Linked DNA regions of Mus musculus: regions 2, 3, 4, 5, 6 and 7 are each linked to region 1. The links are chromatin contacts, called in public Hi-C, HiChIP or PLAC-seq, capture Hi-C and promoter capture Hi-C maps. All regions are on one chromosome and are shown on one strand. The core of a region is the stretch at or near the end of the contact, and the rest is flanking DNA. Distances in the headings are between cores, read along the strand shown. Region 1 holds the start of Nf1 (neurofibromin 1). Region 2 has its middle 33 kb from the start of Nos2. Region 3 holds the start of Nos2 (nitric oxide synthase 2, inducible). Region 4 has its middle 6.2 kb from the start of Gm11205. Region 5 has its middle 15 kb from the start of Gm11201. Region 6 holds the start of Rab11fip4os2 (RAB11 family interacting protein 4 (class II), opposite strand 2). Region 7 overlaps Ksr1 (kinase suppressor of ras 1).

Region 1 (3,290 bases), core at 210-2,709:
AGACAAGGCCACACTATGGAGCAGTGGTTGACTCAGGAGGATTTGCTTGCCTCTAATGAAAGCGAGCATCTCCACATCCTGCTTCTAAACACATTTTAACACTGACTTAATTCAAGTGCATTGAAGAAAACTCATTTCAAAGTCCAGTGTCAGAGCGCCTTTCCCTCCCCATCCGATGAGTAGAGAGCTTCACCCTGTAGCTCTGCTTGGCCTGGAAATCCCCAAGTAGAACAGGCTAGCCCCGAGCAAACTATCTTTTGGGTTTATCCTCTTTTGTAAGTGTGCACAGCCAATTCCACACAAGTCCTTCAAACTCTGGTTCTGGGCATTGGGAAGGCCCTTGTTTCTGGAGAGCCATCCTTCTCGATTTGTTCTTAGAGTCAAACCATTTTGGTACTTATCAGCCCTTGGGCATGTATCCTGGAACCTCCAGTGCTCTGTTCATCAGATAGGTCAGGCTACTGAGTCCTACTGGAAAGGTTTGTTCGAAAGGCTGAAATGCATAAATGTTAGGCCTTTTAAAGGTCTTTACAGTATGGTGAACTAGTCTTCAATCTGAATTATCATCCGTGCAAAAAGTTTTATTAACTTGGTTGTCCGTCAGTTTAGTTGAGGAATTTCGGATTGGGGAATTCTAGTCTCCAACTTGGATCACCACTGGGCCTTGCTTTGGAATTTAAGCGACATTAAAAAGAAAAAAATCACGGAATCTCTCTTGGCCTTCTTTTTACCCGTTTTCAGCAGCCTTCAGAAGCCCCATCGACTGCGTGGCGGTGTGTGCCTTACATTTTTAAGTGAAGAAAGCGGAGAGAGACTGACTCCAGCCTCCGGGACAGATCAGCGACAGAGATCAGCGGTCGGAGAGAAAGCCTAGCCTCAGGACACCCTAACTTCTAACCCCGGGAGCGATCCAAGCCCGGAGGCCAGCGGGGGAAGGGCTGTTCGAGGCGGCGGTGGCAATGACAGCCTACGCACCGGAGTCGGCTCAGATTCTCTGGCCAGAGCCCCGCGCCAGTTTAGGTGGGGAGACCCGCGGCAGCGAGGGACGCGCGCCTCCGGGCCCGGAGGAGTTAGGTGACGTCACCTCCAGGAGGACTCGCTTTTTCATTAATGAAACCGGCCGGCCGCGGGCGCATGCGCAGCAGGCCCCTTCCCTCTCGCTTCCCCCTCCCCTTTCCCAGCCGCGCTCTCAATCTCAAGCTCGCTCGCTCTCCCTCTCCCCGAGCCGTGGAAAGGATCCCACTTCCGGTGGGGTGTCATGGCGGCGTCTCGGACTGTGATGGCTGAGGGGAGACGGCGCTAGTGGGGAGAGCCACCCACAGGCGCCCTCCCCTCCCCGGGCTCCCCTCCCCACCCCTCCCCCAGTCTCCTCGCCAACGCCCCCTTCCCCTGTCCCCCTCCCGGCGGGCCGCGCGGGCCCCCGTCCCCACCCCCGTGGGAACGCTAGCTGCCCGCACTCCTCAGCCGCTCGGCTCGCCGCTGCCCTCACCTCCGCGCCGGCCGCCCGCCCGCCCTCAGGCGGGCCCCGGACGCCGGCCCTCCACCGCCCCCGGGTCGCCGGGAGGACATGGCCGCACACAGGCCGGTGGAATGGGTCCAGGCCGTGGTCAGCCGCTTCGACGAGCAGGTAACGGGCCGCGGCGGGCAGGAGGTGGGAGCGGGTGGGGGTGGGGACGCGGTGGGTGAGGGGAGGAAGGAGCGGCTGCCTCTCGGGCTGCCGGGGGCTCCGCAGACCGAGGAAGGGCTGGGGTGGGGGGGCGACGCTAGGGGACTGCCCGGGGATTCGGCTGTGAGCCGGGGCTCTCCTTCCCTCCTAAACCGGGGGGGTGGGGCCTTGCCCGTGACCAGCCCTCCATCCCCTTTATCCCAGCCCTTCCGCTTGCTCTTGGTGCGGGGATGAGTGACCTGGGGGCGCTTTCAGGGCCACTCCATCTGGATTTAATGGTTCTCTCTTAACTCTCCCCTTTTAGAAGGAGGTAGATAGGGGTTCCCTCTTCCCTTAACCCCCTCCCCCCCATCCTCGTAACTGGGGATAACCGAAGGAACCCCCAGTCTGTGTATGCATCCCCAGTAGGAGCAAGATAATATCCTGCCCCACCCCCATTTTCTGTAGCTGCCCCTTGGGGGCAGGAGTAGGGAAAGCACAGGTTTTCTTACTTTTCTGCTCGGGGCGTCAGCTTGCCTGGATGATGTTCACACCAGCATCCTTGATAGCCGGATGACACAAGGTTGCCTTTTGCGTTTGCAGGGGAAACCGTAGTTCTGAAATGACTCCCCTCCCCCTTCCTTGCTTGATGATCACACCCCCCTCTCCAGTCCCTGCTTGCCAGCAGCCCCAGAATGAATCTTGGCTTTCCTAAGTGAGACTCCAAGAGTAAGGGGAGAAGGGTGAAAGCAAAGGGAAAATCTAGCTACAGACTAGACAGCAGAGACAGACAGCTAGGATGTGGTCCTAGGGCCAATAATTGTGACCATGGTTTGTTGTTGTTTGACTTGTTTTTGACTCTTTGAACCCTCATTGAGACTACTTGGGATGGAGGGAAAAGTTTTGTAGTTTAGGAAGGTTGCTTTTTATTCGCTGAGTTTTCCACACATAAAATTCTAAGGCTGATGAGTAGACAACCCACACATAGCCTTTTGTCCATGAGAACTAGTTTAATTTGATGCTATCTACAGATAGCTGGGGCTGGTTTAAAGGATGGTTGCTTTTTGTTGCAGTTCTGCCAGGGGGTGTCCTCTAATGAGAGAATTGTTTAGAATTGAACCAATCTCTTTTGTTTATTGGGTTTAATCACAAAACTGATTATGGGAGCTGACAGGTAGGGGAAGGGTTTCTTCTTTAATTTGACCAGCAGACATTTTTTTATAGGACTCAATCTTTTGACCTATCCGACAGAGGAAGTCTACCCAGAGGACACTGGGAAACCTACACAGAGCTGAATGTGGTGGTTATATGACTTTTGTCCCAGCACACAGGAGGTCAGAGGCAGGTAGATCTCTGTGTGTTGGAGGCCAGCCTGGTCTACAGACTACATGCCAGGATGTCAAGGTTACTAAGGGAGATTCTGTCTCAACACCCCCCCCCCAAAAAAAACAAACCTACATAGATAAAATTTTGTAGCTATCAGAGACTTCATTCATTTGGTTTCCAGACCAAAAGGCATCAAAACAAACTGTTGTTGTAACCCGCCTGAAGAAGTAAATATTACTGTGTAAATTGGTCCAGTTATAGAGCATTAGATTTCAGTAGAACATTAAGTAGAATGTTAGATTCTAAACTTGATAGAAAA
Region 2 (3,290 bases), core at 249-2,748, 450 kb before region 1:
AACCCAGAACTTTCTCTGGCTAGTCTCACTAGCAGCCAGCTTGTTTTGAGAATCCTGTCTCTGGCCTACCAAGGCCAGAATTATGGGTGGGTCACCACACCCACTGGGCATGCATTTAGATTTCTGGATCTACTTGCTTGGGAAGCAAACATTTTAACTGACAAACCAGCTCCTGGTCCTCGTGACTGGTGGTTTAAAGCCAGCCAAGCCGCATAGCAAGATCTTGTCAGAAAGAGAGGGCAACGGAGAGGAGGGGGGATTTGATCTGGGCTTCTTAGAACTCAAGGCAAGAATAGAAATGATGACATATAAACCTTTCATGGGTTTGAGAATCAGGCAGAGCAGGAGGGGCGCACACTCTTTCAGAAGCACTTTCAGAGGAGCAAGCAGGCACCCAGCAGGTCACTGGGACATTAGACCACAGGTTCTTCAATTTTTTTTTTTTTTTTTTTTTTTTGCTTGTCTTTTCTTTGATTTCTTTAAGGGATTTTATTTTTCCCATTTCTTTTTTAAAGGCCTCTATTATCTTCGTAAAGTTGGTTTTAAGGTCATCTTCTCGCGCTCCAGCTGCATTGAAATATTCAGGTCTGGCTGTCATAGGATAGCTGGGCTCTGATGGTGTCGCACTGCTCTGGCTGCTGTGTTCCTACTCTGGCAGTTAGGCATCTGGATTTGGGATGATTGTAGGTCTAGATGCTGATTTCTGAGTTTGTCCTTGTTGGATGAGTGCTTTGCTCCTTGATTTCTGATTCCTCTTTGGTTTCCGTGGCATGCATTCTTAGCAGTTTATTTGAACTCTGAACCACTAGGGAATCTCTGACCAGGTTTGGGGCTGGACTTTTGGTAACTTGCTTGGCCTTTGGTGCAGCAGAGGGGGGTGGTTTTTGTTTTTCTGATGGGTGTGGCTTGCACCTGAGCAGCTGGAGTCTGTTCTTCTGACTGGTGTGGCCATGGGCAAGCCAGTAAGGTGGGATGGGATCAGGGGGAGAGTAGAATAGTCTTAGGGACCCAAATCTAGGGAGTGGGGCAGCTCAGCTGGCAGGGGCTCACTCACCTGCTCTTCTAACTGGGGTCACCTGAGCAGCTGGAGTTTGCCAGAATTGAGGGCAGGGGCTCCATCACTGGGTGGGCAGCCTCACAGATTCTCTTGTGGCCTCTCTTGCCCAGAGGCCTGATTGACAGCCTGTGGTTTGGTTTGGGCCTTACCATGGAAACATGAGCCTGTGGAGTCTAATGAGGTCACTCACTTCTAACTGATCACCCACACCAGGCCTGAACCCATGGCTCAGATCCTTTCAACATCAGTTCAGAGGCAGGCGGTACCTCAACTGGACTTCCAGAAAGAGGAGCTTTGTGAAGATAATACAAGACACCCAAAATCCCCCCCCCCCCCCCCCCCCCCCCCCCCGGGAAGCTTGTTTCTGCTACAGCTTGCACAATGCTGTATTACCCCGTGTGATGCTGGGGAGAAAGAGAAAGTGAAAACACCAGTGTGGAGCGCAGTGCCTGAGCAGAGGCTTCAGCTGGAGGGAATTCCCAGTCTGCTTGTTTTGGCATTGTCACAGCACAATCCTGCTGGGTAGTGGAAACCAGCCAGGCCTGACAACTCTAGGAAGAGTCATCCCGGCTCAGAGGCAAACATCCCGGCCCTAGGCTTTTCTTCCACCCTCACCAGCAGACAAGCTGGCCCAGTTGCAATGTTTGATTTTATATTCAAAGACAGAGTGTTTCTGGGGCACTCTGGCTGCCTTTTCTTTTGCAGCTGCTGGTACTGTGATTGCCTATGCAAAGGCTGAGTATCATAGCAACCCTTCTAGCAACCATGATGGGCATTTGCAGGGGGGTCCTCCAGCCTCTTTGGATTAATAAACCCTGCCGTTCACAAGGGAGGAGCGCAGAATTAAAAACAGATACCTTGCTCTCAGATCTCTTGCTCCTAGCCGCCCCTCCCTTCCCCTCCCCCTTCCTTTCTCTTCCTCCTTTAGTGGCAAGGAATTTAGTTCATAGCTCCATGTAGCCATCTCTTTTGAACTAGCAGCTGGAGAGATGGCTGAGGGATTAAGATCAAGGTTTGGTTCCCAGCAGTCACTTAGTGGTGCACAACTGCCTGTTATTCCAGTCCCAGGGGATCCAATATTGTCTTTAGACCTCCTCTGGCACTGCACATATATGGTGCACACAAATACACATTAAATAAGTAACATTTTTAAAAAACACAAGTACTAGCTGGCCAGTGCTCGTGCACACCCACAGTCTCAGTATGCTTGGAGGCAGAGGAAGGCGGATCTTTGAGTTCAAGGCCAGCCTGGTCTACAAAGTGAGTTCTAGGACAGCCAGGGCTGTACAGAGAAACTGTCTCAAAAAAAAAAAAACAAAACAAAACAAAACAAAACAAGGGGCTGGAGAGGTGGCTCAGTGGTTAAGAGCACAGACTTCCAGAGGTTAAGGTCTTCCAGAGGTCTTGAGTTCAATTCCCAGCAACTACATGGTGGTTCACAACCATCTGTAATGGGATAAGATGCCCTCTTCTGGTGTGTCTGAAGACAGCAACAGTGTGCTCATATGCATAAAATAAATAAATAAATCTTAAAAACAAAACAAAATAGATAAAATATGAGTACTAATGAATAACCTGAAATGCCACTGTGTATCCATATAACCAGATTGATGTGGCTAACTTAATCTCCTAGTCTTCTCAAATTAAAAAAAATTAAAATTTACTGGGATGATAACTTAGTAGTTAAGAGTATTTAGTTGCTATTCCAGAGGAAGAGAACCCAAGTTCAATTTCTAACACTCATGTTGAGTGACTCACAACTACCTGTATCTCTAACTCCAGGGGATCCAACATCCTCTTGTGCTCTCTGTGGGTGCACACATGTAGCACACATTAATATAAACATGTGCACACAATCACACACACATACACAAAACCACTGTGGTGGTGCACACCTATAATATCAGCACCGAGGAGGCAGAGGTAGATCTCTGTGAGTTTGAGGCCAGCCTGGTCTACAAAGTAAGGTCCAACGTACCCAGGACTACATAGTGAGACATGTATACATTTTTTTAAAATGTAATTACATTTATATATTTATTTGTGATGTATGTGTACACACAGACATATTAACCACTGATCCATCATCCTGGATTCATCTCCCTGCCCCTGAATTCTAATAATTAATTAATTAACTGGAAACAGAGTTTTACCATGCCTCCCTAGCTGACCTGGAATACTTATGTAGATTAGGTTGACCTTGGATTTGTGCCAGTCCTTCTGCCCTTGCCTC
Region 3 (3,290 bases), core at 457-2,956, 420 kb before region 1:
TGGACAAAGCTCCTTCAGGACTAGGGCACCTCCATCACTCTGAACTTTAATCATCCCTTCTTTTTTTCTAGACTTTGCGCTCCCCATTAGACGGTCCGTCTTTCCCAAGTATTGGGTTTGGGGGGGGTGTTGCCTGGATAAAGACTAAAAGGAGGTTGACTTTGATATGCTGAAATCCATAAGCTGTGTGTGTGTGCAAGTGTGCATGCGCATGTGTGCACATGAGTGTGCAGGTATATGTAGGAGCTAGAAGACAATCTCAGCTCTTGTTTCCCAGGTTACCCAGCATCTCTCACCAGCCTGGAACCTGCCTAGTAGGCTAGGCTGGCTGGCCAGCAAACCCTAGGCATATTCCTGTCTTTACCTCCCCAGAACTTATTGCAAGTGTGTGTCACCACACCCAGCATTTTATCATTGACCTATTGACTGGTGTGTGTGTGTGTGTGTGTGTTTGTGTGTGTGTGTGTGTGTGTGTGTGTGTGTGTGTGTGTGTGTGTGTGTAAATTCCTTATCTCACCAACCCATGCCCAGCTTTTGAACTTAGGTCCTTGTACATGCAAGGCAAGCACTTTACCAACTGAGCCATCTCCCCAGCCCAATTACTTGATTTGTAATTCATTTATTCAATCAACAATTTATTTGTTCTCCCAACTATTGAGGCCACACACTTTTTGGGTGACTTAGTCTGTGTACCTCAGACAAGGGCAAAACACGAGGCTGAGCTGACTTTGGGGACCATGCGAAGATGAGTGGACCCTGGCAGGATGTGCTAGGGGGATTTTCCCTCTCTCTGTTTGTTCCTTTTCCCCTAACACTGTCAATATTTCACTTTCATAATGGAAAATTCCATGCCATGTGTGAATGCTTTATTGGAAGCATTGTAAGAAATTATAATTTATTCGTTTTTGTTTGTTTCTCAGAACAGGGTTTTTCTGTGTAGTGTTCCTGGCTTATCCTAGAACTTACTCTGTAGACCAGGCTAGCCCAAACTCAGGGATCAGCCTTTCTCTGTCTCCTGAATCCCGGGATTAAAGGCTTATGCCACCACACCCAGGTAGGACATTATAATCCTATATATAAGAAGTCACCCACACATACAAACACACACACACCACACACACACACACACACACACACACACACACAGAGAGAGAGAGAGAGAGAGAGAGGGAGAGAGAGAGAGAGAGAGAGAATGCCACTGAGAAAAAAAATAAAAAGGCTTCACTCAGCACAGCCCATCCACTATTCTGCCCAAGCTGACTTACTACTAGTGGGGAAATGCTGGTCAGACGGCATCTGTGCCCACAGCTTGCCTTCCATCCTTTCTAGAAAACCTCCTGATGAATGTGTCCTGGGCGTGTTGGAATATTGGCACCATCTAACCTCACTGAGAGAACAGACAGAAAGCCAGAGAGCTCCGTGCCCAGAACAAAATCCCTCAGCAGCTGCAAGCCAGGGTATGTGGTTTAGCTAAGAAAAGCCAGCCTCCCTCCCTAGTGAGTCCCAGTTTTGAAGTGACTACGTGCTGCCTAGGGGCCACTGCCTTGGACGGGCGACCAGGAAGAGATGGCCTTGCATGAGGATACACCACAGAGTGATGTAATCAAGCACACAGACTAGGAGTGTCCATCATGAATGAGCTAACTTGCACACCCAACTGGGGACTCTCCCTTTGGGAACAGTTATGCAAAATAGCTCTGCAGAGCCTGGAGGGGTATAAATACCTGATGGCTGCTGCCAGGGTCACAACTTTACAGGGAGTTGAAGACTGAGACTCTGGCCCCACGGGACACAGTGTCACTGGTTTGAAACTTCTCAGCCACCTTGGTGAAGGGACTGAGCTGTTAGAGACACTTCTGAGGCTCCTCACGCTTGGGTCTTGTTCACTCCACGGAGTAGCCTAGTCAACTGCAAGGTGAGTCTTGTGTTGGGGACAGCTGCTCTTAGGAGTGTCTTCCTGCTTGGGAAAGCCCAGAAAACCAGGCTTTCCCTTCTCCCCCCACCCCACCCCTCTTTTTGTGGCTGGACTGAAGCTGATATGGAAGGTGTAAGAAGCACACCCACAGAAGGGTCTGCCAGTTGAACAGGGCGTGTGGTCAGATTTCTTCTCTGCAAATGTTTACTGTGGTGATTACACTACAAAGGATAAACTTTCTAGAAAGCTCCGAATAGGCTGGGGGGGGTGGTGTTAATACATATAGCTTACTTTACTCATCTTTATGAGATGTGCCCTCTGCCCCACCCAGATCTGATAAGATGGTTATTATTAATCCCATTTTAGGAGTGAAGCAATGAGTTTCAGTTAACTAACTTGATTTAGATGAGTAACTAGAAAAACTCAGGGTAGGGTCCAGTTCATCGGGACTCTGAGTTTCACTGTTCCCCTTAGGTGGGTTCTTGTACCCCCCCCCCCCGTATCTTCCAAGTATATCTTTCCTCAGGGAGGGCACTCGCCAAGGAGAAGCCACATACTCTCAGGGCAGTTCCACTTTCTATTTCTTGTCTTTTTCGTAAAGGATATAATCTCAACTCTGGAGAGTTTAATGCTCTTTTATACAAATCATTGACTTCTTCTCAAGTAACAAAGAAGAAGAAGGAACATGTGACCTAGTGTCCTTGGCTCAGGATGCGTGATGACTCCCAAATCAAAGGAAAGGTGGCCAGGACTTGAGTGCTAGCCCCAAGTGCAGGTCCAGAGGGAAGGGTACTAATGACAAGTGCTTGCCCCTCTCTCTGGTCAGCAGGTGGCAGGAAGGGTCAGGCAGATGCACACACTCCTGTATTAGTGACCCCAGCTCCTGCCCACCTTGCTGGAGGCCATGGAGTAACTCCTGCCAAGAGAAACTGAATTGTCCTAAGGAAGCTTGTGGATGCTTGCTGTCCTTGGTAGGTGGCTATGTGGCATCCCAAGTTATCCCAAGTTTGGTTTGTTATGTGTCTTTGTAGAACTGGAGTCTGTCCCACAAGATTTCAACTCCAAATAAAACTGCCGAGTGCAAGCATGGAGAGAGAGCACTTCTGTGCTAGCCTTAGCTGGGCTCTGTCTCCATTCTCTGGGACACTAGCGCCCGCCCGTGAGAAGGCTCTGTTCTGTTAGGCTCTTCTTCAACCTCACCTCACAGCCTCCCTCCCCTTCCTCAGAGAACGGAGAACGTTGGATTTGGAGCAGAAGTGCAAAGTCTCAGACATGGCTTGCCCCTGGAAGTTTCTCTTCAAAGTCAAATCCTACCAAAGTGACCTGAAAGAGGAAAAGGACATTAACAACAACGTGAAGAAAACCCCTTGTGCTG
Region 4 (3,290 bases), core at 286-2,785, 360 kb after region 1:
CTTTGTTTCTGGAAGCATAGTCAGGTTACCAGCCTTGTCGCTCTGTGCACTAGGGGCTGGGTAGCTTTGGTGTTCCTTCCTTGTGGACTCCTCCTCTTCCCATTGTGACTGTATCGTAGGGATGTGCATTCCTGAGGTACCATATGGAGGACAGAGTCCCAGGCCACCTCTCCTGCAGGCCTAACTTCTGGTGGCCCTGTCTCGTGTTGGGACTGTCTTCTTTACCGTTCTGCACTGTTTCTTGTCTGCATGGTTTGGGGTCCTCGTGCCTTTTTACCTTGTTACCACCACACAGGATTCTCTGTTACCCACTGCCCCCTTTTGTACGTCCCCTTCCCCCATCTCCCCCAGTCCTGTGCGTACTCACGTGTGCAGCCATATGGCTCAACTGAGGCCAGCTGGCAAACACTTTACCCCACACCAGGCCGACTTCCCATAGCTCCCCAGCTCTGTTGACTTGGTAACTTTTGTACAGGATTTTGTTACAATCTTAAGCATAGGGACCACTTAATCCCCATGTACCTGCAGCTAGTTTAGAAGCCCTGCATCCCAGACAAGGGTAGCTTTGTGCAGACCAGCCTCTCCCGCAAACCTCTTCCTCGTGGGTTCAGGTATTTATAAAAGACAGATTTCCTTTAAAATGAGGCCCTGGCCCTAGCAGGGAGGTGACAGGTCTACAAAGCTCTGTGCATGGCTCTTCTGGAGGAAGCCCCAGCCATGTGGTTTCCAGTGCTTGGCAATACATCTGGGTTTAGGGCCATTGCCTCTCGTGTCTCCCCTGATTTGTGCTGAAGGAAGTCACTTGCCACTGTCCCTGCCTGCTGTCACTACCTGTCCAGCCCTTCCTTGTTTGCTGGTGCTCAGACCAGAGTGCCATTAATCACCAGACCAACGTCAGGACCTGCACAGGACAGAGTGCGCTGAGGACTCTCGGCCGGCTGCCTCCCAGCTTCAGCTCCCATGGGGCTGGGCCTTCTGGGGTCCAGGTGGAAGAAGCTATAGGCAGATAGGCTCTGCCTTTCCAGGGATTACATCTGGGGCTTTGCCTCAGAAGCCAGTGGTTGCAGATGGCCTTAGCTTTGGGCTTGGGAAGGAGCTTCCACTTTAGGCCCCAGGGAAGGGAGAATGGGGTACAGCCCAGGCCCTGAACTGTTTGTTTCCACTCTGTTCTCTCCAGAAACAGGCTTTCAGTGGGGGGCACCTTCCAAGGAACTGTATTGTACAGACCACAGTGTAAATAAAAAGTTGGCTTTTTGTGCCTGACTTGTGTGAACTTCTGTGGGGGACTGGGAGAGGGAATGGAGGTGATGCAGGGGAGAAAGGCAGGACCCAAATACGGTCATGTTCAGTTCACAGGTACATTATCTTTAGAAGCTGCAACTCACACACCCCCAGCCCCACTGAAGAAATTGTCACCTGTACTACAGTGCTGGAAGGCGTGGGAGTAAACACAACTGGAAATGTACCCCTCCAGCCCCACCCCTGCCACCCACATGCTCACCAGGTCCTCCCGTGTGGTTAGTATGGCAACCTGACCCAGTCCCCTGGAGCTTGAGTTTGCTGCCTCTGGACCGCCACTCAGGTGGAGTGTCATAACAGTAGCTATATATGTGGTTTTGTGGCTTGTGAAGTTGTAATGCTCAAAGAATGTAACAAATAGATTCAGTGTTTATAAATTATAAATTACGGTAGGCTGGATACAGTAACACAGGTCTTTAATCTCAGTTCCTGGGAGGCACAGGCAGGTAGATCTATGTGAGATCACAGGCAGCAGGATCTATATAGTGGGACTTGTTCGCAAACTAACAGTTTTTAATTTTTTTTTTGAGACAGGGTCTCAATGTGCATCTCTGACTGGCCTGGAGCTCACTAGGTAGACCAAGCTGGACTCAGAGGTCTGCTGGCCTCTGGCTTGATAGTTCTGGGATTAAAGGAATGTGATCCAGCTTCAAACAACAAAGAAATGTTTATAAATTGGTTAATGGACTTCCCATCTTAAAAATTCTCCTTTTGGGGCTGGTGAGATGGCTCAGTGGGTAAGAGCACCCGACTGCTCTTCCGAAGGTCCAGAGTTCAAATCCCAGCAACCACATGGTGGCTCACAACCATCCGTAACAAGATCTGACTCCCTCTTCTGGAGTGTTTGAAGACAGCTACAGTGTACTTACATATAATAAATAAATAAATCTTTAAAAAAAAAAAAAAAATTCTCCTTTTGCAAATGAAATGGTGCGGTGGTTTATGGAGCCTGTTGCTCGGGTTCAAGGGAGAGGGGGCATTCGATAAAGTTCACAGACCACACAGGTAGGCTGTATCACCAAGGGACTTCTCTGCTGCAATCTCATCTCTCAGTAGCAGTGTTTGTTTCTTGCAGACAATATACAGACTAGATCTGGGGATAAGGGACCCCTTTCCCTGTCATGTCCCCTTATTTCTCTGTCTTTCTGTTCTGTCTTGAGTCCAGCTTGCTTGATAGCCCTTTCCAGCCCATGCGGGGCTGGTGGGACATCATACTGCTTTGAACCAGTCCTTGTACCGAACACTGGAAGACTCCAGTGGGGTTCATACCACCTACTCCTGGTTCCAGGGCTGCCAGCAGACACCCAAGCCTACAGGTGCTCTGGAAGAACGGCCAGTGTTCTAACCACTGAGTTATCTCGCCAGCCCATGATAAATCTTTTTTCAGTCCATGGTTTGCAGTTTTATCTACGGCACAGAAGTCACAGACTCTGGGCACACGGAGAGGCTGCGCCGGCTCACATGTACTTAGGGCCCACTGAGTGCCAGGTAGAGTTGAAGTGCTTTTGCAAGGGTGGCTTATTACTAGATGAGGACACTGAACCACCCCAGGGACCCTGCTCGCCAGTCGCCCAGAATTCAGGCTCTGCTGATATGGAGACTCATCACAGAGCAGGATCAGTAAGATCCTGTTCAAGTGAGAGGAGGGACTCCAGTCCTGGAGAGGCCCCAAGGGGAAGGCGTGGCATATGTGGAGCCCTGAAGCTGGGGCACCTCTCCCTAACAGGGTGGTCTAAGAGGCTGAGGCGGGAGGGGTAGGCTAGGAGTGAGTACCTGGGGCTCACTCAGGAGGAAGAAGAGAGGTCTGGGAAGGAGGGTGGGAACACTGCAACCTGGCTTGGCTGCCTGGGTGGGTTGACAGGGTCAGCAGTTGGCCAAGTTTTCTGGGTAAACTGGGCCATAGGCCTAGTAGCTCTGGAGGCAGTACCTAGCCTGTCCTGCCGTCAGCCCAGGTTTTGAGTCCCAGGTTTCTGAGCTAACTTTAGTGTCTC
Region 5 (3,290 bases), core at 217-2,716, 330 kb before region 1:
GTGTGTGTGTGTGTGTGTGTGTGTGTGTGTGTGTGTGTGTGTGTGTGTTTGTGTGTGTGTGTGTGTGTGTGTGTGTGTGTGTGTGTGTAGGGGGGTGTATGTTAAATATCAGATCTGTCAGGACTCTTTCAAGCCTCCAACTCCCCCCAAGAAGAGTTTGTATAAAACAGTCACAACAGTCACATAATTTAGAAAAGGTTAGCCACACCAGTCCCTCCAGCCTGCCTTTATTTTATTTATTTATTTTTTAAGATTTATTTATTCATTTATTATATGTAAGTACACTGTAGCTGTCCTCAGACACTCCAGAAGAGGGAGTCAGATCTCGTTACCGATGGTTGTGAGCCACCATGTGGTTGCTGGGATTTGAACTCCTGACCTTCAGAAGAGCAGTCGGGTGCTCTTACCCACTGAGCCATCTCACCAGCCCCAGCCTGCCTTTATAAGCATCTGAAAAGTCTTGGCAATCCAAGTGTCTGAAATGAATATTTGTGCAAGTAGTGATAGATACTTATAAAACAGGTACTTGGGAGGTAGAGGCAGGAAGATCAGGAGGAGTTCAAGAGTTCAAAGACAGCCTTGAATACTTGGGGAATGTAGCTAGCCTGGGCTACTATGGAACCCTGTCTCAAATTAGGAGGGAGAGGGGGCTCAGGCATTTAATCCCAGCACTCAGGAAGCAGATGTAAATGCTCTACCACTAAGGCAAACTCCAGCCTCATTCTAGTTTGTTGGAGGATACTACTAAGGTACTGAGACGGGAGGTGATTTTCTCAAAGTTCATTACATGGTTTGGAATGAGTTTGACAGCTTTTCACAGAAAGTGCCCAGCTAGAGAGACTTGGAAACTACATGAGTTTGTCCTTTCATCTGAAAGAGGTTGGATGTTGCTAAGCCAGGGCCAGGCAGACAGCTCCACCATGATGTGGGCTCCAGCCCCTTTACAGTAGCCTACACCATCTTTAGTTTGTTATTTCATGAGCCAAATACATTCTGGAGCCTGCGCCATTACACTGATGTCCCACTGAACTCTCCATTAGCCACACCCTTCATACCCACATGGCCTCAACACTATCAGAAGCACACACAATGCCAGGGAAATCAGAGGGGAAGGAGACAGCATTAACCTGCCCATTTAAACAGCAGAAGTATCTTTTTAGTATAAAACACACACACTCACACATACATGCAACGTCTCCTGTAGTCCAGGCTGGTCTCAGTGAATACCTGATCCTTCTGCCTCTGCCTCCTGAGTGCTGGGATTACAGCGGTGCACCACCACATGCATCAGTGTGTTTGGCACTAAGGATGGAACCTCATGCATGATAGGCAAGCACTCTACTAAGTGAACCCTAGCCCCAGCTGTAAAACACCTGCAAACTGTTCAGTCCCGAGAACAGGGCGGACATGCTCCCAGTGGGGAAAGGTTAACTGAGCCTTCTTTCCCTGAGGCTCTTATCTCTGTTGGGAGGAACAATAGCAGATGGCAGATGCTAGGGTGTTTGTACTGAGGTCACATCCGCCCTGCTTGTAGCCCTCATCTGACCTGCCCCCTTCATGTCACTGGCCTACATTGCTGGTGGTCTTCTGTTTGTCCTTCTGTCCTGTCCCTCCTTCCTTTTACCCAGTTTCATGGGACACAGTTCCCCTGTTTGCCCTGTAGCCATCCCCAGGAAAGGAGCCAGTATTGATCAGATGCCAGGTTGCATTTTGAGCAGCTCTCGGCACAAGGAAAATTTGTATTGAAAATTTCACATTTCAAGTTCAGCTCCCAGCACCAGTGTAGAGTAACCGACAAAGCTAAGACTCAGAGAACACTCAGGCAGCTGGTGAGTGGAAGAATCGATGCCTCGGTGCATGAATGCCTTCCCTGGCCATCACCACCGAGTAGACAGAGATGCCTAGAGGCACTGGTTGTCTCATGGTTCCTCCAGAGCTCATTAATCTGCTGCTGGCTGCATTATCTCGACTGCATGAATTTGGCGTGCACACTTACAACCCAGGTAGGCATAATGTGATGGTTTGTATATGCTCGGCCCAGGGAGTGGCACTATTAGAAGGTGTGGCCCTGTTGGAGTAGGTATGTCACTGTGGGTGTGGGATTTAAGACCCTCATCCTACCTGCCCAGAAGCCAGTCTTCTAGCTGTCTTCAGATGAAGATGTAGAACTCTCAGCTCCTCCTGCACCATGCCTGCCTGGATGCTGCCATGTTCTCACCTTGATGATAATGGACTGAACCTCTGAACCTGTAAGCCAGTTCCAGTTAAGTGTTGTTCTTATAAGAGTTGCCTTGGTCATGGTATCTGTCCACAGCAGTAAAACCCTAACTAAGACACTTAGGGTCCCTGTTCCCCTCAGCACCAGAATGAACACCAGTTCAGATGAGGATGAATCCTTCTTCACTCCCATGCGCTGTAGGCTAAGAACTCAGCTTCTGTGTGCACCCCATGTCCCAACAAGAGATCTTGTCTCACAAAACAAAATGGATATCTCATAAGAAAGAACACCCTAGGTTGACTTCTGCATGCTCACACATGTGTACCTGCACACACATGAAAATGCACATATACTCACACATACACACAGAAAAAAAAAATTCAGGGGAAGTAACCAGACATAGTGGCACAAACCTATGATCTCAGCATCTGGCTCCTACATCAAACCACCCTTGCTTTCCAGGAACAAATTCAATTTGGGATTGGCAAATAATCTTTTAATATGCTAAACTTCATTGGCATCTTGTTGAGGATTCTTCTTCGTCATTGTCTTCATCGGTCGTCTTCATCCATCACACTGTGTGGAGGTCAGAGGGCGATGCTTTGGAGTCGGATCTCTGCTTCTGCTTCTACCTGAGTTCTGGCAATCAAACTCAGGTTACCAGGACTGCGTAATCAAAACCTTTACCTGCTGAGCCAAACCAGACACTGTCCTGATTTTGAGGATTTTTACATCAGTGTTTATCATGATGCGTTCTTCTAGGCTTTTAAAAATATGGGCTTTGTATCAATGTGATCCTGGCTTTGCATGTTAGTAAGTGCTCGCCACTCTTCAATTTCTCATAAACATTTAAGGGATATTGGCATCAGATCTTTAAATGTTTAGGTAGAATTTGCATGTTAAGCCAGTAGGTCCAGGGTTTTGCCTGGAGAGTTTAGGTGACTGATTTAATCTCGTTACTAGTTTGCAGCTATGTCTGCACATATATTCCTTTGATTTAGTATTGGTGGGCTTTGTATCTGGCTCATTCCGTTTACTTCATGTGTGGACGTACATTCATTCTGTCTTATAA
Region 6 (3,290 bases), core at 289-2,788, 340 kb after region 1:
ACGCCAGCCCCTCTCTGTGGACTTGGCTCTTTAGATCCCTTAACACTGCTCATGCCTCCAGACCTTTTGGAACAGATCTCGGCTCTGCTCTGGGCTGTTTGATGTCTCCTTTCTAAGTTTTTCTGGGAGCTACAGTGTGCTATCTTCACCTAATCTCTGCCATTTCCTGTCAGCAGGTGGGAGTTAAGACCGGTGTGGGACCTGGGAGGCAGTTGAAGTTGGGATGAAAAGCTGTGTGGGCTTCCACAGGCAGTGGTTGGCTAGGTCTGTGTGCCCATGGTCTGTGTAAATAGCACTAGAGGCCTGAGAAATCCCGGCATGACTTGAAACCAAAGAGGAAGCATCTATTGTTGCTGCGGCGCCCTTCCCCCCTCCCCGGCCCTGTCCTCAGACGAGTTGCAACTGAGTTCCAACTGAGGTTAACATTGGAATATCTGCACAGAGATTGTCACCTGAGGGCTCCTGCTGAGGGGTTGTCTTGACCTAAGGTGAGACTCATCGGGGGTTCAGGAGTAGACTTGGAGCCCAGGGACCAAACCCTGCCCTGGCTGCCATTCTTGGCGTGGTGCAGGTGGGGTAGGTCTGGGAAGAAACATGGTAGTCTGTCCTGCCTTCTAAACCTTCGCCTCCTGCACCAAAATAGGAAGCCCAGGGCCATAGAGCTTCGATCTCACAGGTTAAGGCTACTCTCAGAGCAATGGAGATAGCAGAGTGACCAGTTCTCCTGTGGGTTCCCTTGGACTTGGAGGTAGGTCAAGGTTCTGGTCTTTTGCTTGGATGCTAACCTTAACTTGATCCCACCTTTGACCTTTGATTGGCACCAGGCAGCCACTGACAAGCATCCGGTCAGTGTGTGTATAGCAGGGTTGGCAGCCCCAGGGGAAGTCAGTTACTGTCAGGATTGCTTCACAGCCACCATGGTCGTCATGTCTCTGTGAAAAAAACAGCCAAGTATGGGGGGGTCATGAGGGTGTGTGTCACTGTAGGCAGTCCTAGCCCACCCTCTTTGAATTTGGGGTGTTGGGACCTGGAGCCCCTCCTCGAGGGGAGGTTCCTGCCACCCAAAGGAAAAACCCATCATGACCCTGGTCTGTTCCATGTCTCCAGGGTATTGACTGGCCACACACACAAGAGATTCCATTGTTGGCCTGTGCCCACTTACAGCCCCTTCCCTACAGTGGGGAGATCCACGTGTACCCACGGGTGCCTGGTTTTCAAGGGAAGCTGAGATGTGCCCGCCCAGGCTATTTTTACCCAGCCCTGTCCCCACAGAGCTGCGCTTTGGCTCCAAGTCACCGCCTGCGGAGTGGAGCCTGTTGCCAGAGCTGGGGGTGGATGAGCCCGCACCTCAGGGCCTCCTGGACTCCCTTCTCCAGGCAACATCTCATCTTAACACTTATTACAGGCTGTGACTAATGTGCAGGCAGACCTGCCAAGGCAGTGGGCATGAGAGGACCCTGGTGCAGGGAGGAAAACCTAACTTGGCCTCCTAGAGCTCAGCCTACCTCTCTGTCCACCCCAGTGTATCACCGAGGGGTCAGTCAGAGGGAAGCCTCCCCGGGCTTGGATAGAATTCGGAATGCTCAGGTGTGGCCCTGGAGACCGTCCCTTAACCTACTAATGACAGTAATCGCTCACGAAGCCCTTCCCATGCATTCTAAGAACAATTACTTAGAACAGTTGCCAGTTCACTGAACTCCAGTTATGGTTAGCTCAGCTGTGGAGGTGAGGGAACTGAGGCACTGGGTAGGGTAGTTCAGTAACCTACAGGCCACAGTGCTCATATGTAGTGGAGTGCGACTGGAACCCACTCTAGATCATGTCCCCAACGCCCACCATCTCTCTGTCATGTTTTCAGTGTCCTCAGACAGTGAGCCATTGTCCTTAATTAGATCCTCTGACAATCCTGGTCACGTGTATGCATCGAGGATGCTCAGAGATGAAACACCTCATCCAGCGGTCACGCCGCTGGACAGCGGCCACAACAAACTCTTAGATCAGTGAGTCAGTGAGTGGTTCTCAAGCTGTGGGTCGCAACCTCCTGGGTTTCCAAACGACCCTTCCACGGGGGCCACCTAAGGCCATCAGAAATGACAGACGCTTGCATTTTGATCCATAACAGTAGCAAGATTACAGTTCTGAAGTAGCAACAAAATCACCTTATGGTTGGGGGTTGCTACAGCATGAGGAACTGCGTTTTAAACGGTTTTAAGCGTCAGGAGGACTGAGAAACACTGCCTTAGATGCTCCTTGGATGGTCGTCCAGGTCCTGTGGCGCAGTGCAGTTTGATTCAGGCCGTGCTCAGTCATGCGCTCCTGGAGTGCTAGCTGCTGAGGGTCAGGATGTAGACCTCCCTGTGGCCACCACTTCACCCTCTCTGCCCTTGTAGGGAATGGAAATACGTAGCCACTCTGTACCGCCTGTGTTCTCTGTTCATCTTTGTTTCGCTGCCAGGAAACCTAGGGTGTGTGACCTTGAGATTCCCCCTCTGCCACCCCCACCCCCCTAGGTGGATGAGGGTAAATACCAAATGAAGCTGTTTGGTTTGGGTCCTGCTGTACCTCCTGCCTGCACAGCGGGGACAGTGGGCCCTTGTGAGCCTCTCTGAGGCTTGGACAGCCCAGCACGTGTACTGATACTGGGTCTTTTCAGCAGCCCTTGAATTCAGCCCTTTCCAACTTCTTACAGAGGAAAGGGTGACCGTGGGACCTTCTGACGGGGGAACACAGCTCTTAGAGAGGCTGAAGAGGGGCTGCCTGGGCAGCCTGTGTGCCTTCTGGCAACCACTTCCAGTTAGAGCCGGCTTTGTTCATCCCTAGATGAGAAGACTAAGTGGAAACATGGAGGTGGGGGCACTCCGGGGATGTAGCTGGGTCCTATTTCCTGGGACTTGGGCTCAGTACTGTCTCCAGTAATCCCTGTCCTTGGAATTATTCCCCAGGCCCAACCATATATATCTGTCAGGCTCTTGCTAGCTGACCAGCCAAGGACCTATGGCAGGTGAGACAACCTGGTCCCTGAGCAGACAGCCTCCAGTCTCTCTCCACGCCAGGTCTGACTTCTTTAAGCTTTCATAGCTGCCAACTGGTACTTGTCATGCAGCCTCTCAGGCAAAAATGACAGTCCCTGCTCTCTAGGGGAAATCCCAGGGCCTTGTGGAGGTAGAGTCTTGTCCAGGAACACAGGACTTAATGAGCAGCTGAGTCTACCAGGACTAACTGCCAGGCTCCAGAGCTGTGCCCTCCAGCAGTCCTAGCCACAGAGGTCCCCTGGGTTTACACAGGGGCAC
Region 7 (3,290 bases), core at 309-2,808, 310 kb before region 1:
AAAGACCCGCCTCTAGGGCACCAGAAATAGATGGTCCCCTCAAAAGTGGAGGCGAAGTGCTACATGAAGAGTGGTGGTAGGGGTCAGTGCTCCCCTCTTTCAACAAAGAGGATCAGTTAGTAGAAACTGCTCAAGCTGTCAGTAGTCCCTCCCCTGCCCGGACAAAAACCTTCCTTCTCAGCCCGCGGAACCAAACTCTGACAGAAGCTGTGGGCCTTCTTAACGGGGCACGCACACATGTGCCTGACATCCTGGTCAGTGTTGGGAGTCCACGGGCCTCAGAAACATCTCCAGCCTCTCCGGCTACCGCTATAATGGCCTCTAGACTACCAGGCCAGCATGTCCACACGTGCTCAGAACATTCCAGAAGCTACACATGCCTTAGATGAAGTGTAGGAAGTGGGGGTGTGGGCGGACGTCTGGGAAGCCTCACACCTGCTCTTGGAAGCTAAGAGTACATTGTGCAGTCTGTTCCTACCTGTCCCTGTTACAACTGGTATATGGGGCTCTACGCCCACCTTCAGGACAAAACAGGCCATTCAGGAAAAAGCACTGTGGCTCCTCGGTTGGGGAGGAACACTAGTATACATAGCCTAGAGATGGTAACTAGGAAGGCTCTTGGGAGGTAGGGGATCATACAAAAGGGGCGGATCTCCCAAGCTGTGACAGCTGGCGATCACACCCAAGTAGCGTTACAGGGATAAGGGTTGCCAAATGCTCCAACTCAGTTCCTGAATGGAGCTGATCTGGGAGATAGAAAGGCCTGGAATACCCAAATACTGAGTCTTCCAGTCTTGGCAAACCAGAGGAAAAAAAAGACTATTAGAGTCAGCTAAAGCCCACTGTGTGGAAATACTGTATTTCCAGCGGGAGGAGAAAAGCATTGATCCTATACAGACAGAAGGTGAAGAAGTATGGCCAAATGCACAGGTGTGCAAAAATAGATTTTTTTTTTTTGTAGGAGGGAATCAATCCATGCCTTATTGAATGAAAGTTTTTTTTCTTCAAACTTTCTGCAGTGAGAAGGTAGTTCCAGTGACGGCCAGCAGGGGGCGCTGTGTGTTAAGGCTGGGAAAGGCAAAGCCAGCTGACAGATGCCAATGCCTGTAAGACTCTCCCTAATTGGCTTTGCCTTGTTCATTATTCACCAGGCACCATCAGCAAGCAGTTCCTCTCCCTCATTCTGCAAATGTGTGAGTTCTGCTTTCTTATCTGTCTCTTATCACTTCACAGCAGTGTGACCCTGAACCAGTTCCCTGTAAAAGACTAGGGAGGATGGACAGACTCCAGAGTCCCATCCAGCAAGGTACTGCCCACATGAAGGTCCACACCTCCAGGACTTCGCAACCTCTTGCCTAGCTGCAGTGGACTCAAACGTGTGGGGAGAAGGCACCCGGCGGGAAGGAGAGGGTCCCAGCAAGGGGCAGTTAGTGGACCCACGCAGAAGACTCACCTGGGAAGATAAACTGCTGTCTATGATGAATGAAGTAGGCAGCTTTAAACAGAAGAGGAGGTGAGTCACACAGTGCACAGGCAGCGCGGGAGGAGGGGGGGCGTGGGCTTGGGGGGAGCAGGCACTGGTTATTGGCTTAGGCGGCTCTGCCCCAGGGGCTCTGGTGAGAAAAGGTGGAGCCATCCAGGAAAGAGACCCAAATTAGGAGAGAGTCGGGGCGTGGATAGCCCCGAGTGGTGATGCTGCACTAGAGATGGGGCGGCAGCACACCAGCTCGGTGGTTCCCTAGCCGCACAGCCCTGGCCAGTGCGCATGGGGGAAAAGCTCGGACCAGGTTTATTCTAGAAAGATGTCCTTGAGTCAGGAGGCTCAGGTAGAGTAGGGAGATCAGTGGCTTTGACAAGGTTCAATGGTGTGTGCAGAAAAGCCTCGTTCCCTTCAGTCTGGCCCCGCCCGGAAACAGCTTAACCTCACTGCCTGAGTTCTGGATCGGGCTAAGTGCTGTGATTCCAGACTTAGAACCATGACATACCACTTGCTTATGTTTTTGAGATGCTTGCTATCTTGCTTGGGCTGGTTTCAAACACATGGGCCCCATTCTCCTGCCTTGGCCTTGCAAGAAGTTGGAACTCTAGGAGAGTCCAACCTCGGCTCTACTCCATGCTAAGGCTCTGGGGACTGAGGAGGCAGTTAACCCCTCAGTGCCTTATTGAACAAGGGAGATATATGAGCTTGCCCAGGCTTTCCTGTGCAGGACAGCTATGAGGATCCTGGACAGCACAGGACAGGTAGGTGGTGGGAGGGGTTCAAGCCTTCTCAGTTCCCTAGGGATCTGTCTGTGAGTCCACTATGATCATGGAGAAGGTGACACTTCTGCATAAGGGATGAAGGAAACCCATCTCCTTTATGGGTCATCTGTGTTAGTGGAAAGGGTCCGATCAATATAATAAAAAAGACTTTTTTTTGTGTGTGTGTCCCTTGCTTTTCAAACTGGCCCTTCTGTGGAAAACCCAAACTAGATGGTTTAGCAAACAGAACTTGTTCAGAGAGTAAAGGCAGAGCAACAGGAAAGGAAGTGAATCCAGGGGCTGTGGCTGTGTTAAACCAGAGGGTGGGGTGGTACGCAGGGCACAAACTTCACTGCACTGTTAGGAGCAATCCAGCCACATGCATATTAAGGAAGGCACAAGAACAAGGGACGGAAGAGTCCTACCCCTTGCCACCCCCAAGAGAAGTCCCAAAGTCCCCAATGGGCCAGAGGCTGCTTGGCCAGCTGCTGGCTGTATATAGGGTTAGTGTCGGTCTCATTAGCCAGGTGAAGGGTTGAGGGGTGTGGTGGTACTCTTGTCTTTCTGGGCTTAGAATTCTAGGAACCAGTGATGGGACTGATCTGGATCCTGTGGGCTACAACAAACAGGAACATCACTGTGCAGCATTTCCCATTAGGACTAAAGACCAGATAAGCCCAGGACTGAGGTTTGACATCTCTTGCCAAGGTGACAGCTAAGTGCCATGTAGGTAAGTGGGCCTTGCTCTGCACCCTGGAGACAGGGCAGCCCAGTGTGGCTGACCAGAACCAATGGTAAGACAGGAATGCAATCCTGGCCTCTTCCAGCAGTTCCGGGGCAACCGGGATCTGAGCATAGCTTCTGAGGGCAGCTGGGCTCAGCTCTGCTCCTCCAGGGTTGCCCCAGGGCCCGGAATCCTCACCTGCTCAGTGGTGACCACCTTATTTTAATTCCCTATGGTCTCTGGGTGGCACAGGAAGGGATGTGAGATCGTCTTTGCGTAGCTAGACCCAGGCACAGAACTGGGTATGCAACAGATGCACTGTAGG

What was found. Promoter capture Hi-C pulls out the DNA fragments that hold promoters and counts their contacts. A called contact is a pair of places that touch in the nucleus more often than the background predicts. HiChIP or PLAC-seq counts read pairs in DNA pulled down with a chosen protein or histone mark. Capture Hi-C pulls out chosen DNA fragments and counts their contacts.
Region 2: a contact with region 1 is called in a FOXA1 HiChIP or PLAC-seq map of pancreatic cancer cells. The contact joins the enhancer-like site here to the promoter of Nf1 in region 1. A contact is called at or near these places in 2 of 39 promoter capture datasets (hippocampal neurons and neutrophils), 5 of 115 datasets of contacts at active chromatin or transcription factors (embryonic forebrain, embryonic hindbrain, embryonic stem cells and 2 more) and 1 of 9 other capture datasets (liver).
Region 3: a capture Hi-C map of embryonic stem cells shows a contact between it and region 1, with 2.6 times the contacts expected there. The contact joins the promoter of Nos2 here to the promoter of Nf1 in region 1. A contact is called at or near these places in 4 of 39 promoter capture datasets (the SN4741 cell line, cranial neural crest, embryonic stem cells and 1 more), 6 of 115 datasets of contacts at active chromatin or transcription factors (bone marrow-derived macrophages, embryonic stem cells and large pre-B cells) and 4 of 9 other capture datasets (adipose tissue, embryonic stem cells, liver and 1 more).
Region 4: a contact with region 1 is called in a Hi-C map of olfactory sensory neurons, with 5 times the contacts expected there. The contact joins the enhancer-like site here to the promoter of Nf1 in region 1. A contact is called at or near these places in 2 of 39 promoter capture datasets (hematopoietic stem and progenitor cells and pre-B cells), 6 of 484 Hi-C or Micro-C datasets (CD4 T cells, CD8 T cells, embryonic stem cells and 2 more) and 2 of 115 datasets of contacts at active chromatin or transcription factors (memory CD8 T cells and microglia).
Region 5: a contact with region 1 is called in an H3K27ac HiChIP or PLAC-seq map of embryonic stem cells, with 16 read pairs. The contact joins the enhancer-like site here to the promoter of Nf1 in region 1. A contact is called at or near these places in 3 of 39 promoter capture datasets (the 3T3-L1 cell line, embryonic stem cells and hematopoietic stem and progenitor cells), 1 of 15 datasets of contacts at CTCF or cohesin (the NIH/3T3 cell line), 3 of 484 Hi-C or Micro-C datasets (bone marrow-derived macrophages and embryonic stem cells), 20 of 115 datasets of contacts at active chromatin or transcription factors (T-cell acute lymphoblastic leukemia, bone marrow-derived macrophages, cardiomyocytes and 9 more) and 4 of 9 other capture datasets (adipose tissue, embryonic stem cells, liver and 1 more).
Region 6: a contact with region 1 is called in a promoter capture Hi-C map of stem cell-derived epiblast-like cells, with 3 times the contacts expected there. The contact joins the promoter of Rab11fip4os2 here to the promoter of Nf1 in region 1. A contact is called at or near these places in 4 of 39 promoter capture datasets (hippocampal neurons, liver, pre-B cells and 1 more) and 3 of 115 datasets of contacts at active chromatin or transcription factors (large pre-B cells, memory CD8 T cells and pancreatic cancer cells).
Region 7: an H3K4me3 HiChIP or PLAC-seq map of bone marrow-derived macrophages shows a contact between it and region 1, with 5 times the contacts expected there. The contact joins the enhancer-like site here to the promoter of Nf1 in region 1. A contact is called at or near these places in 6 of 39 promoter capture datasets (the 3T3-L1 cell line, the C10 cell line, embryonic stem cells and 3 more), 3 of 15 datasets of contacts at CTCF or cohesin (the NIH/3T3 cell line and pro-B cells), 4 of 484 Hi-C or Micro-C datasets (cerebral cortex, embryonic stem cells and nephron progenitors), 27 of 115 datasets of contacts at active chromatin or transcription factors (the HPC-7 cell line, VIP interneurons, bone marrow-derived macrophages and 17 more) and 4 of 9 other capture datasets (adipose tissue, embryonic stem cells, liver and 1 more).

What each region holds. Positions count from the first base shown.
Region 1 is chr11:79,338,433-79,341,722 of GRCm38.p6, forward strand. Nf1 (neurofibromin 1) reads left to right here and starts at 1,460. Exons shown (of 58, transcript NM_010897.2): 1 at 1,460-1,627. The coding sequence starts at 1,568.
Region 2 is chr11:78,885,688-78,888,977 of GRCm38.p6, forward strand. No RefSeq gene overlaps it. Among named protein-coding and RNA genes, the nearest start is that of Nos2, 33 kb to the right of the region's middle. Within about 2 kb of position 1,499, at least 225 of the 459 cell types and tissues checked have an H3K27ac peak or open chromatin away from gene starts, as enhancers often do. A contact at or near this core is called in embryonic forebrain, pancreatic cancer cells and stem cell-derived neural progenitor cells, where this site is marked.
Region 3 is chr11:78,919,081-78,922,370 of GRCm38.p6, forward strand. Nos2 (nitric oxide synthase 2, inducible) reads left to right here and starts at 1,707. Exons shown (of 27, transcript NM_010927.4): 1 at 1,707-1,915; 2 at 3,142-3,290. The coding sequence starts at 3,188. RefSeq lists a promoter at 155-1,909, enhancers at 409-421, 717-984, 1,514-1,534 and cis regulatory regions at 909-928, 1,537-1,703.
Region 4 is chr11:79,696,761-79,700,050 of GRCm38.p6, forward strand. It overlaps a transcript of Rab11fip4 not described here. Among named protein-coding and RNA genes, the nearest start is that of Gm11205, 6.2 kb to the right of the region's middle. Within about 2 kb of position 1,536, at least 27 of the 459 cell types and tissues checked have an H3K27ac peak or open chromatin away from gene starts, as enhancers often do. A contact at or near this core is called in memory CD8 T cells and olfactory sensory neurons, where this site is marked.
Region 5 is chr11:79,007,130-79,010,419 of GRCm38.p6, forward strand. No RefSeq gene overlaps it. Among named protein-coding and RNA genes, the nearest start is that of Gm11201, 15 kb to the right of the region's middle. Within about 2 kb of position 1,467, at least 25 of the 459 cell types and tissues checked have an H3K27ac peak or open chromatin away from gene starts, as enhancers often do. A contact at or near this core is called in T-cell acute lymphoblastic leukemia and embryonic stem cells, where this site is marked.
Region 6 is chr11:79,673,548-79,676,837 of GRCm38.p6, forward strand. Rab11fip4os2 (RAB11 family interacting protein 4 (class II), opposite strand 2) reads right to left here and starts at 1,539. Exons shown (of 3, transcript NR_045898.2): 1 at 1,506-1,539; 2 at 786-932. The region is part of intron 3 of Rab11fip4 (RAB11 family interacting protein 4 (class II)); the gene reads left to right.
Region 7 is chr11:79,029,628-79,032,917 of GRCm38.p6, forward strand. All of the region lies in intron 10 of Ksr1 (kinase suppressor of ras 1), which reads right to left. Gm11201 (predicted gene 11201) reads left to right here. Exons shown (of 6, transcript NR_045873.1): 4 at 1,020-1,106; 5 at 1,234-1,513; 6 at 2,816-3,290. Among named protein-coding and RNA genes, the nearest start is that of Gm11201, 7.7 kb to the left of the region's middle. Within about 2 kb of position 1,559, at least 118 of the 459 cell types and tissues checked have an H3K27ac peak or open chromatin away from gene starts, as enhancers often do. A contact at or near this core is called in the HPC-7 cell line, VIP interneurons, adipose tissue and 7 more, where this site is marked.